Regions from separate parts of the Triticum aestivum genome. Here regions 1 and 2 are each linked to region 3. The links are chromatin contacts, called in public Hi-C maps. All regions are on one chromosome and are shown on one strand. Each heading gives the region's core, a stretch centred on a gene start, on an enhancer-like site or on the middle of the called end of the contact. The rest is flanking DNA. Distances are from core to core; before and after follow the strand shown.

Region 1 (4,480 bases), core at 1,198-3,697, 210 kb before region 3:
CGTGTGAGCTTTCCTTTAACGGACGCCAAGCCACTCAGACAAGCAAGTACTGACGGCAACTACGATTAGATTGATTGTTTTTAGGCGAATTAGGTTGCTGGTGCATGTACTTGGTACTACAATACATACAACACAAGCCCGGCCGATCGAGCATCTCGTGCACGAGATGAGCACAAGGAATCGTCAGCGAGCACGCTGCCTGCCTGCCAGCCAGCCAGCGCCTATCGCTATCTGTACACGTTGACGCGTAGCGTAGCTTACATGTATGTACACAAGCGTCCGGCTTGCATTGGCTGGGTGTCATCGAAATATCTACCTGCTCCAATCGATTCGGATTCCCTGTCGGCCTCGTGCATGTGCCTCTGCCGCCTGCTGCATCTACCTCCCCATCCATCGACCATGTATTTTTAGGGTAGGCGCAGATGCAGTGCCCCGGGACGACGAGCGCGCGCATGTGAGCGGCGATTTAGGCCTTCCACTATGTAGTCGGTGCCCAAGACATTAAAATATTACCAACTGGGCAGCGCTGCCCTTAAGATTTTATTTGGCACCGGGCTCACTATGTTGCATATGCAGCCTGCTAAAAACGGGATTCAGAACTCTATTCACGTGAGTTTCCTTCACCTTCTGCAGGCGGGCCATGAGCTAATTGTTTACTACTTTCTGCATTTGGCATCAGCTGGGCATCGGAGCAACTATTTGCTCCGGTTCTCACAAAAAAATTTATGGCACCGGCTGGGGCAATGGAAGGATTGGGTGCCAAACTAAGAAAAGGTGAATTTGGCACCTCTTTTAGCCTACATAGTGAAAGGCCTAGAGAGCGGGGGACCGGAGCTGGCTGGCCGGCCCGGGGTCAATGGAGGTGCCCCCCGTGCTCGCGTCGCCACAGTGGCACGGTGCCCGCCGCACCATGCGGGGCTGGCTAGGGCTAGATGGATTCGGTGGGTGGCTAGTGCCCTTCGATGTGATGTGGGATGTCCGGATGTGCACGCACACGGCGAGGCATAGGCGCAAGCGCTGCGCTTTGTGCTGATTCTGTGAGTTCCATGGACGGTGACTGTATTGGTTGACCTTGCTGCATGCGGCCGGCCCTCCCTCCCTCCACGGCCGTGCTCCAGGGTAGCTCGCTTTCGGTGGCCCTTCCGTCCGGATCAAGGGGCGCGGACGACTGCGCGCGGCTAGCGGGCGGGTGTATCGCGCGCCAGAAACCACGGAGGAACATGCGACCCATGCACCTGGTCGGCCTCGACTCTTCGTGGAATCATGCTGCGGCGACCGAAGCTGGGAGTGCATGCCGCTCGTGCAATTTCTTTTTTCACCATCGCAAGATGCGGTGACTGGCTTGCACCGTTCCTTGTTCACTTCATCAAACTTTTACAGGTCACGGCATGCATCATGCATGGATGTTTGAGTTTTAAATTTTGCATGCCCATGTTTGTATCTATATAATCCTCTACGTGCACGGTTGTTTTCGAACAGGAAGGGGGTGTACCGAAGCAAAACTCTTCAAACATATTTTAACTTGAAGCATTTCTTCTTTGTTTTATTTTTTTGCTCAATAAAGAATGTATTTCTCAGTCGCATACGACTGTTGGGTTCAGATGTACCTGCATTTAGAAAATTTTGGCCCATATCTTGTAGATATACTATACATAGAGAGAGTAATAGACAATCCCATTTTCTGTCATACTCCCGTCACTTCAACCATATAAAAGAAAACAATATGTCGCATTAGTTTGTTACATATAAATCAGCGTAGTTTATTGACCTGATGTACTAGCTATATATAATTTTACAATGCATCCTCCATCTTCCTCTTTTCCCCATCGTATAGTATGTATCCCACGCACAGACCCTAGAGCTACGGCTCCATGGTTGTCACAAATATTATTATCCGGGGAAAGACACTGGCGTGATACGGTGATAGCCCATAACTTGTTGGAAAGCGGATACATTTCCTTCCGAACAGAGCACAATTTCAAATCCAAGTCGAGTAGACTGGCAAAGTGGCGGCCACTTGAACGAATAGATTAATTCCACCGGCGACTGAGCTCATATCGCATGCGCGCGTGTTCCAATCCACCGGTGGTACGCGTAGCGGCGTGTTTTTCCCCCACAACTTTTGGATCCGTCCGCCGGAGTTGCTTTCACTCGCCGGCGCTGTCACCCTCGCCCTCAGCCCTTCCTTTCGTTAGTGCACTAATCAGCCTAGGTTAGCGGCGATAAGAAAGGTTGATTAGATTACTAACCAGCAGATTCTTCCTGGACTCAAATTAAGCACCACGCATACGCCCTCCCCTGGCCATGGCCACCCATGGACGGCGACGGCGAGAGACGCGACCCGACCCGACGCCTCCTTCGCGTATATGAAAAGCGCGCTCGAGTATACTATAGGGCGGTCTGATCGGCAGGCCGGTGCGGTGCATGCACCCGCGCATGGCCGGTCGCCGACGCGCCGTTTGGCGCGGACAAAACCCTAGAGTCTGTGTAGTCCACAGTGCGAGTCCTCTCCCTGTCTCCGTTTGGCCGGGCTCGGGGCGCGTAGTTAACCCGTTGATGCCGATTGACGCCAACCCCGGCGTTATCATTTCATTGGATCCTTGGATCGACCTGGATGCGAGCGAGCGACGTGCAATGATGATGTTAGGGTTTGTTTATTAGCCGTGTGTAATCCAGGAATCACGGTGTGTCGGAGTAGCTTTGAGTTGGCTAGAGTCTTGGCCAGTATGGGATACACTATTTTGTGCATTGCTGACAGTCTGATGCTCTTGCAGAGATGGATTATTCTACAGGCTTGCTGCTTGGACTTTTCAAGTGCAATTTGACGTTTTTGTAGTTAAGTAGCGTGTGTTGTTGTGTGGTGAGGAGACCCACGAACTTGCTGTGGCGTAGCCAATCCATCTATTTCGAGCTTTAAATATGAATGAACTATTAATTGTCTTGTTTTCAAGAGAATTTGTCCCGCAAAGTCCAATGTGCATTTGTATACTACTGTGTTGACTTGTAGTCAATAAACCGTAGAGCATAAAGAATTCAAAGTAAACTTAGATCAATAGATAAATATTTTTTCATCTAATAGTTTTTACAATTTCCTGCAATTCATAGGGCCAGAGGGAATCTCTTGACAGGAGGCGTTCAACGAGTATATGTTAATCGGTCACCTCACCAGACTATGATCTACTGAAATCTACCCATCGCCAAAAAAAAGGTCTTTGCGCCGGGAAAAAAGTTTTGATTCTCATATTCCATTGTTCTCTGTACTCTTTCCCATATTTGTTTGATGTTCCCATATATATAGGCAGTTTGGTTCAAAGCCTGGACACTATGCCTCGAGAGGACCCCTGCCTGAATCCAGCCTGGATTGTTTGAAAAATTCGCCTGGCCAGGCTAGCCTCGCACGGATGCGTTTGGCTTGCATCCTGGAAGTGCTGCTACTTTGCAGTATGATTAGTACATAAAAGAAACCCATCCCATCACTTGTACGCAAAAGAAATAGTATAATATTACCAGGCATGGCGGCAGGCACACCCAGGCGTCCCTCTTCCCGTGCCTGGTCCAGATTAAGGGCCTCTTTGATTCGTAGGATTTTGAAAATGTAAGAATAGAAAAAGTATAGGATTGAGATGGCATGTCAACTTGAATCCTATAGGATTAGAAAGGAGTGTTTGATGTTACATGGAAAACAAAGAAAATGTAAAAAGAGGTTTGAGTGGATGTTAGGTTTCCCATGAAATATAGTACAAAAGATTCCATAGAAAAAATTCCTATGGGATCCAATCCTATGAATCAAAGGGCCAACATAGAAAAAATTCCTCAGGATTTCAATCCTCTAGAAATCCTATAGAATTCCTTTGAATCAAAGGAGCCCTAAGTAGGATGCCTGGTTTATACTCCAGGCTAATCAAGTTGTCCTATCAACAGGCCAGGCTAGCACTCAAATTTTCAGGGCAACAACCAAATACCACCCAGGCACACTTCAGACAGGCTCCAGGCCAGGCATGATTGAACGTGGATACCATCCAAACTAACCCATAATCTGCCAATTAAGGTCATCCTAGTGCCTAGCACCCCCTCCGGTCTTGAAAAGGCTGTACTACTGGGTTTTTTTGGGGGGAAGAGGATGTACTACTAGTTTTACGCATGGGTAGAGCCACAAAATATAAATTGCTAGTACTAGTTAGTATCTGTTCAAATATTGCAGTGTGTTGTCTGAAAACCGTACATGTAAATTTGTCATGGAAGTACTTTTCAGAACACACCATTTGAGATTCTGTAAAAAAAATCATACTCCTTCTGTTTTGGTAATGTAGTATCTATATATTTTTTTGAGAAGTCAAAATTATGAACTTTGACAAAGTTTGTAGAGAAATAAACTTGATCAAAGTTTGTGAATGGCTTTAAAAAAATCTATAGACACTACATTAGGGAACGAAAGAAGTATGATCTAAATTAATTGCCAAAGCTATATTTGGAAAACTAT
Region 2 (4,244 bases), core at 141-2,640, 140 kb before region 3:
CCTTACCACCGACAATCGGGGTCACCGACGGAGAGGAGCTGCCGGAGGACCATGCCGTATAGTATAACTATATATGCGATATAGCGATGTATACTTTATATATACAGTTTATTGTTTGTTATTGTTGTAATTACGTAGCCTAGCCACCTTCCATGAGAGTGTCGCTCTCTCCCCTAAAAAAAAGGTGTCGTTCTCACAGTATACGTGGACCGTGGCACAACGACTATCTCTTTTCGTTTATAAAAATATCCTGCCGCGTATCTAGTCCCACTGGATCGACATTTACACTCGTGTTTCTTTTTCACATAATTAGCACATGAAAACAACCACATTTGGTACGAGTAAGAGAATTCGTTTCGATCGGTAAACATCTCTCTCCGTCGAAAAGAAGGTGAAATAGCCGCCGCCACCTACTTCTTCATAAAAACTAGAGTTTCTGCCTCTCGCCGGCGCCGCTGTAGGTCCGCCTCTTTTCCGGTGGCCCTAGGGCCATGGGGGCGTGGTGGATCTCGGCAAGGGCCGGCGGGAGGGCTCGGATTTTAGTTGTTTCGTTCAGTTTTGCTTGGGTTTGTGTCCTACTTAAAAAGACGAGACGGCGGCGGCTCTCTGAAGATGAAATAAAGGTCTCACCGCCTAGCTCCCGTTCCGGCAGTGCGTCTAGCATCGTTGGTGAGCGTGTAAAGGTGTGTCTTTGGTGGATCTATCTTTCATGGATTTGGTCGGATCTCGTCGTTGTTCGTCTACGTTCATGTGTTTTCGGATTGGATCCTTTCGATCTACGTTATTCTTCATCTGCGATGATTGTTGTTCTGGTGCGCTGGTCCTACGGGGCGTTAGCACGACGACTTTCCGACTGTCTACTACAACAAGTTGTGTCCGACTCCAGCGATGGAGGGGTGATGACGGAGGCACATCTTCGGCTCGTTTCAGTGTTTGTAGTCGTCGCTAGGTGGTCTACGAATCTGCTTGTAATTTTTATTATTTCTGGTATTCGTTGTACTGCCATATTTGAAGATGAATAGATTGAAAATTTTTATAAAAAAAAAGAAAAAAAAGTTGAAGAAGAAGAGAGCAGGTAGCCAATTTGGCCGTTCCGGCCGAAGCGGCAAACACATGCCGTCACGTACGCTTCGCGCTTTTGCATGCTTTCGTGTGGAAACCGGTAAGGGCTCAGGAAAAAAAAGAAGAAAAAACATGACATGGGTGCCGTCAAAAAATTGACATGGGCCCGGCCGTCTTGTCTGGTTGCACGCGATCGCCGAGGTTTGCGTGCGCGTGTAATCTTGAGCGGCCGCACGTGTAATTTTTACGGCGCAGTACTAGTATGAACGGGACGGAAGTGACCGGAGCCAGCAACCGCGCCGAGAAGAGCCATGGGGGGCGGCGGCGTAATTTCGCCGGGCGAAGAGGCCGGGCCCGCGCGCAGAGTCTCCTGCCACGGATGTCTTGTCTCACATGCACCACGTCCGCAGTCGCCGGGCCCGCCCGCCACCGTCGCGTGGAGGGCAGCGCACGGACCGCCTGATCTTGTGCGCGTCGCCTTTCTCGGTCGCTTGGGAGTTGGGACCTCGCTGAGAAGAAACACGTCCCCCTCTGCCAGTTGCCTAGCCTCAATTTTCTTCGCTGCTGGAATTGTGCCGGGATCCGGAGAGGGATCAGCGCTGGGCACCACCGCAGCTGGTAAAGAAGCTCGCGCGCGCTGCTCCACCACCGCAATCGGTGCGGCATCTTTGGTCCCTGGACTGTTGCTCATCGGTGGCCACCGGAGGTCTACGGTTCCAGTTTTTGCTCTCTTGTTCGACCACGACGGAGTCGAGGCCCCTTCGCCGGTCGACGGCGATTCTCTCGGCCGTGGTAGAGCAGAGACATACCGGCGTGGTGCGTGTCCGTGTTCGTTTCGCATGGTTTCGCTTCACCTCAGACTCGGACGGAGTTCAGATTTTTTTTTTTGAGGGAACGGGAGAGCTTTATTGCATATTAATGTTTACAGGGATACAAAACGGGTCTGGAGGCTCTGTGAACCAGACATGTCTACCCCTACGCAAGGAGGCTGCATATTTAGCTAGAGCGTGAGCATCCCTATTTGACTCTCGTCGTTCGTGGTCGATACTGACCATCTGAAAGCTATCTTTCCGCCTATCTACTTCTTTCAGGATAGCACCATAAGCTGTCATTCTGTTGCCTGAGTTAATGTTTTTGATGACATTTAAGCAGTCTGATATTATAAGCACTCTAGAAACCTGTAGGTCAGCAGCCAAAGCCATAGCTTCACATATTGATTGTGCTTCGAGGGCTTCAGGATCCGTCATTCCAGCTTGCACCACAGCCGAAGCACCTTGAAAGATGCCTTGGTCGTTGCGGCATACAGCTGCTGCTGCTCCCACTTGCCGATCTTTAGATAATCCACCATTGGCATGTATCTTGGCTACGCCCGTAGCAGGAGGTGTCCAGCAAATTGAAGGAACAAGGATTCTTCCTCCGGCCTTTTTCAACTGACGATTCCTTATTCGTGCATCTACTACGTCAGCCATAAACCTTGTGACAAATGCATGCGTAGACAGTGGAGCTTGAAATTCCTCCTCATGGATCGCCCTTCTTCTTGCCCACCAAACTGCCCACATAATCACCAGCATCCGTGCAAAAATTTCCGGCTCCAAATTTCTGCTCAGCTCAAAGAGCCATAGCTTAGCATCCGGTGTTTCGTCTATAACGATGGACGAGTACAACTCGTGATCAGAAATAGCCCAGACTGCTCGGGCCATATTACAGTCTAGGAGAGAATGCCTCCAAGTATCAATTGCCGCGCCGCAGAACACACAAGCCGCTGTAGTTGCCATATGGAGATGATGCCTTACCTCGCCTGTAGGTATAGACGAACGTGCAAGTCTCCAGGCAAAGATCTTCAGTTTCGGTGGCAATAGCACACCCCAAAGCCTCTTCCAACCTGCTTGCTCATATTCTCTATTAGAGGTTTGTGGCGCCTTATCTATCCATGCTTCACGCTTCCGCTTCTTTTCCATAATCATTCTATAAGCAGATCGGACTGAAAACTGTCCATGTTTCTCAAAGTGCCAAGCCCAGAAATCTGGCTGCTGCATATGGCTGATCGGAATGCGTCGTATAGCTTCAACATCCATGGGAAGGAAGTTTGCACGTAATCTATCAAGGTCCCAACTGCGAGTGGCCTCCACCATTAACTCCGACACAAACTCAGGTGGGTTTCTTGCTTGCATACACACAGGCTGCAGCAAATGATCACGTGGGATCCAGTTATCTTCCATAATCCGTGTGGACGTTCCGTCTCCAATGCGCTTTATAAGTCCCTGAATAAGGATATCTCTTCCATCACATATGCCTCGCCATACCTGTGACGGTGATCCCCCTAGTTCAGCCGACAAGAATGAGCTTTGAGGAAAGTACTTTGCCTTCAGGATGCGAGCACTAAGCGAGTTAGGATTCTGGAGCACTCGCCACGCCTGCTTAGCAAGTAAACATAGGTTGAAGATCTCCATATCGCGGAATCCTAGGCCTCCCATGTATTTCGGCATTGACATTTCATCCCAGGAAACCCAAGCAGTTTTCCTTTCTCCCTTCTTGCTTCCCCACCAAAAATTTCTAATTAGCGAAGTAATATGTTGTCACAATCCTCTTGGGAGCCTGAAACATGACATCGAATATGTCGGTACTGATTGCGCAAGGGACTTAATCAGAATTTCTTTGCCTGCAGTAGCAAGGGTTTTCTCAATCCATCCCTGCACGCGCTTCCACACCCTATCTTTCAAATATCCAAAAACACCATTTTTCTGTCTCCCAACATCTGCGGGTAAACCCAAGTATTTCTCATTGAGAGATTCTTTCTCAACTTGGAGTACTTGCTTTATCACCAATCTCCTATCCTCTCGGCACCCTTTTCCAAAATAAATGGAGGACTTAGCCAAATTGACCCTTTGTCCCGATGCATCACAATATCTCCTTACCGAGTTCTGCACCCAATTTGCTCCATCTACCGTGGCCTTCATAAACAGGATACTATCGTCTGCAAAAAGAAGATGATTAACAAGAGGTGCATCCGGTGCCACTTTTATTCCGGCTGAAACTACTTCATCTCGTTTCAGCAAGCATGAGAGCCCCTCTGCAGCTAGTAAGAATAAGTATGGTGATATCGGATCTCCTTGCCTAATCCCCCGTGAGGGTTTAAATTCCTTTGATGCTCCTCCATTAAACAAGATAGAATAGGTTACAGA
Region 3 (4,202 bases), core at 1,491-3,990:
TCATCTTCTCCTCCTCAATTTTTTTTATTTTTTCCTTCAACAAATTGTTTTCTTCTTCAACTAAATTTAACCTCTCGACAATAGGGTCGGTTGGAATTTCCAATTCACATACATCCTACATAAATAAAATCTATGTCACGTTGGTCGGCATAATTTTCATAAACAATAAGTGAACCAATAGTTACAAACATAATATATACACCACATCCGAATCATAGACAGGACGAGAGCTGACGGGGGCGGATACCAAAACCATCGCACTATATAAGATGCAATAATAAAAGTAAGAAAATAATACAAGTATCTATGTAAACAAACAAGTATGAATATTTTTCTTTTCAGAAAGAAGATAAGAACAAAAGGCTCACCATGATGGTGCCGGCGATGAGCTCGGCGCGGGTGATCGACGGCGGTGAAGACGGGGACGGGGCGTGACAGACCGCTAAACCTAGACAAATATTAAGGAAAATGGAGTTTGAAGGTCGAGCTTGGAGAGGAGAAAGCTTAAGTAGTGTGGCCCGAGCATTCCATCGAACACCTTGTGTGCATAGGAGGTGAGTTAGAGCACCACCAAGCCCTCTCCCCCTCAGCCAGAAAAAAACAGAGCAGTGTGCTCTGCTCTTACGCGAGGGGGTATATATAGGCACCTCATTGGCCCCGATTGGTGGCATGAACCGGGACTAAAGGGGAGCCTTTGGTCCCGGTTCAAGCCACCAACCGGGATCAATGGTGATGGGCCAGGCGCGAGGCCCACTGGTCCTGGTTCGTCCCACCAACCGGGACCAAAAGGTTCAAATGAACCAGGACCAATGACCAACGTGGCCCGGCCAGCCTCCTGGGCTCACGAACCGGGTCCAGTGCCCTCATTGGTCCCGGTTCTGAATTGAACCGGGACTAATGGGCTAACCCGGCCTGGACCGTTGCCCCCTTTTCCACTAGTGTAGCAGATCGATTACTTACGTGACAAGGAAGTTTTAGCAGCTTACTAGTACATGCAAAGGTACTACATACATACTCGTCGTCCTCACCGAGCAAGAAGAGGACAGGATGAAATTTCCTAGCTCGATTCTCGACATGATAGATTTACCTACATAGAGCGTCCTGAAGCGTTGAAGTGGGATGACCCAAGAAGCGGTTTCGGGAAGCTTACCTGAGAGATTGCTCTAACCCGTGCCGATTAAGTTTTAAATCTACCATTAAAACAAGTTCTTTCTATCTTTTGTTCTAAGTTGATTGAGCAGAGTTGGTCAGAGCTTCGAGCAAATAGCTTAGCCAAGTTAGCAGTGTAGTAGTCCTTCCGCGACATGCTCAGTAGACATTCTGTGAGTGTATGCTCCGTACATCATTTGTGTGCATACACAGAAAGCCAGACTTAATTACTTCAAGTGTCCATCGACGCAAGGCAAGATATATGCAGTTTAATTTCTTTCAGGGGTATGAAATTTAACTTTCTTTCCCGTCTTCTTCCTAGTTGCGTAGGCCCAGGTAGGAACGCACAACAAGAAATGCACAATTTAATATTTATTACAGAAAAGTTATATGTACTTAGCCGTGGTCAAGGCAGCCACTTTGACCCCGCGATCTGTTTGGATGACCTTGTTTATATAAACTTGCCACACTTGAGTGTCATGTTTGCAAAATTAACATGGTCTTCGCTCAGACTTTGTAGATGATGAATTGGACTTAATATGTGATAGTACCTCCTCTCCCGTTTGAGGGCCCACACATATCCTTAGATTGATAATTTTGACCAACGTGATATGAGTTATATATCACATAATAATATCATTAGAAACTACAATGCATAATTTTCTACTCTTTCCGTTCAGAAATATAAGATGTTTTGGACATTTTATTATGAACTATATACAAACTTAAATGAGTGAATAAACACACTAAAACATGTCTATATACATCCGATTCAAAAAAGTTAGAACATCTTATATATATGTGTGTGGACGGATGGAATAACTGTATATTTTTCGTGATATACAATTCGTATTATCTTGATCGAATTGTTGATCTATGGATATATGTGGTCCTTATAAACCGTAAAGGATGGAATATATAATTAGATGATGAGTATAATGATCAAACTAGCATCCATTTCCTTGATTGTTCATTGGTGAAATTAAAAACCAGTCGAATGCGGATGATCATTCCTTTCGTATGGAAATTAATTCATGGAATTGATTGTGGCGGACAACAAGATTTAAAGTTTGTTGAACAGTATGTTGATCAGTACATTGCCTAAATATTCCCGTAGAAAAGAAGCCTTTTTTCACAAAAAAAGAGAGAAGAAGAAGCCTTTTTTTGTCACAATCTCATCCACTCAGAGAAAATAAAAAACGTGTCTAGCCTCTTCTCCCGCTCCCTCTTCCATACCGCTAGCTTTTCACTGTTTCTAAGGTGATGCATCACTTTCACGCACCTTTCGCGGGGATTTTCCCAGGAATAACAAAGCCAACTTACCCTGGCAGTACTTAATTAGGAGCAGACACACGAACATGAGTTCTTCTCTAAGTGGTAAAAATATGCTACCATATGTGGATTTTTACCCTCTTCTGATAGCAAAGTGCATGCACAAGCCTAATTGTTTTTTGCATCTGTTGAATTGTTGTCACGCGCCGAATTGGCATCAGGCTAGCTAGTCCTCGGAGATAAACTAGTGTCCTCGCCAGGAGAGTCCAAGAGGCTCATGACAAGAGCATTTTCCGCTGATTGGACGCGGGAGCACCTTCTGTCCTTTGCAGCCCCCACTCACGCTTAGACAAAGCATAGCCAAGATTGATTCCACCCCTCCTCCTCCTCCTCGACGGCGACGGCGACGGCGACGTCGCATGCAGGAAAGATTACAGGTGCTACCAAAGCTAGCGCGAGCGGGGACCTGGCCGTAATGGCGTGTCAATGGGCACCATACACCGGGTCGGTCGTGCTGCCGCTCTATTTGTGCTAATCATCGCTTTTTTGGAAGAAAAATGGATCTAGCTAGGCTGGAGATGGAGGTTGGCCTCACAGTCGATCCGAAAGCATCTGCCGCGGTTGCGACGGGTCGTGTCGTGTCGCTGAAAGAAGGGAGAGCAAATTCATTTCTGAGGGTGACTGGAATGGAAATATAGCGGCCCGGGGCGGGGAGTGAAAGGTGGTGGTGCATCCGCCAGCTTATCAAAAATTCAGATAAAACGAGGGGGGCCAAGCTAACTAGCGCGGTGATCAGTTTCCGTGAACGTTCGAGCGCGGCTGGGCTGAGACGGGCGTCGATTGGTATGGCTATGGTGGGTGATAAGCGATCTCTTAATTACGTGATGTTTTGTAGTATGGGAGGGAGAGAGGTCAGAATCAGATCGAGGAGGGGGCAGACGAGATGAGATGATGAGACGAGGCGACCGGAGTGACAAGAGAACAAGAACTTGCTTGCTCTCGCCTGCATCCTCTCAAACTCTCGCTGGGCTGTCCGGGTCTCCGAGTCGTAGTCCCAAGCAGCAGCGCAGTTTTGGCGCTTCGCAGCGTTCTCGTGGACGCAACCGTGCTACAGTACCGCCGCGGTTGCGGGGCACCGCGCGCGCTGGCGGTCGCAGTGGCGCGTCGCCTTTGCCCGGGCAACTCGGTGGGCAACCGGTTAGATCAGGCTTTGGTAGTCACCGACGGTAGTCTCGGCCTGGTGGTAGGTGCAGACCCGCGATTGTACTGCCACACTATGCATGGTTGACGAGAAGGAAGCGACACGCAGCGCCAGCCCATGGGGCGGAGGAACAGGAGCAGATGGTGGGGCTCCCCTAGGATCGGAGCCGAGGGTGGGGGTGCGAGTCTGCGAGCGAGTGGACCAGTAGGGCTGCTGGTCGATCGGCGTTTTCCACCAGGGCCGGGCCGATCGATCCTGCTGCTGCTTCGGCCATGTTCCGTGTCCCCCATTCCACGCGCGCACGTACTCTACGTAGGGTCTCCCCCATTCTCATCTCGCATCGCTGGCCGCACCCGAGCACCCCCCGGCCGCTGCTGCCCCACGACCGTGCCGTGCCGTGCCCTGTGGCATGAGGCCGTGGGTGGTCGCTGGCCTGACGGGATGGCTTCAACAGTCGAGCCGTGTGATGTGATGTGATCTGATTCTCACCCATCCCTCCGTCTAGGTTTCAGTGCCGCAACTTCACTCACTGTTCTATCGTCGATGGTTCACCGCCGCACGCGTGGTTTGTCTCCCACAA

Evidence for each region. A called contact is a pair of places that touch in the nucleus more often than the background predicts.
Region 1: a contact with region 3 is called in a Hi-C map of leaf, with 4 times the contacts expected there. The contact joins two enhancer-like sites. A contact is called at or near these places in 2 of 5 Hi-C or Micro-C datasets (both in leaf).
Region 2: a contact with region 3 is called in a Hi-C map of leaf, with 4 times the contacts expected there. The contact joins two enhancer-like sites. A contact is called at or near these places in 1 of 5 Hi-C or Micro-C datasets (leaf) and 1 of 1 datasets of contacts at active chromatin or transcription factors (leaf).

What each region holds. Positions count from the first base shown.
Region 1 is chr6A:524,512,909-524,517,388 of IWGSC CS RefSeq v2.1, forward strand. No RefSeq gene overlaps it. Among protein-coding and RNA genes, the nearest start is that of LOC123128272, 27 kb to the right of the region's middle. Within about 2 kb of position 2,448, at least 1 of the 8 cell types and tissues checked has an H3K27ac peak or open chromatin away from gene starts, as enhancers often do. A contact at or near this core is called in leaf, where this site is marked.
Region 2 is chr6A:524,581,516-524,585,759 of IWGSC CS RefSeq v2.1, forward strand. No RefSeq gene overlaps it. Among protein-coding and RNA genes, the nearest start is that of LOC123128272, 41 kb to the left of the region's middle. Within about 2 kb of position 1,391, at least 8 of the 8 cell types and tissues checked have an H3K27ac peak or open chromatin away from gene starts, as enhancers often do. A contact at or near this core is called in leaf, where this site is marked.
Region 3 is chr6A:524,720,076-524,724,277 of IWGSC CS RefSeq v2.1, forward strand. No RefSeq gene overlaps it. Among protein-coding and RNA genes, the nearest start is that of LOC123130904, 8.3 kb to the right of the region's middle. Within about 2 kb of position 2,741, at least 7 of the 8 cell types and tissues checked have an H3K27ac peak or open chromatin away from gene starts, as enhancers often do. A contact at or near this core is called in leaf, where this site is marked.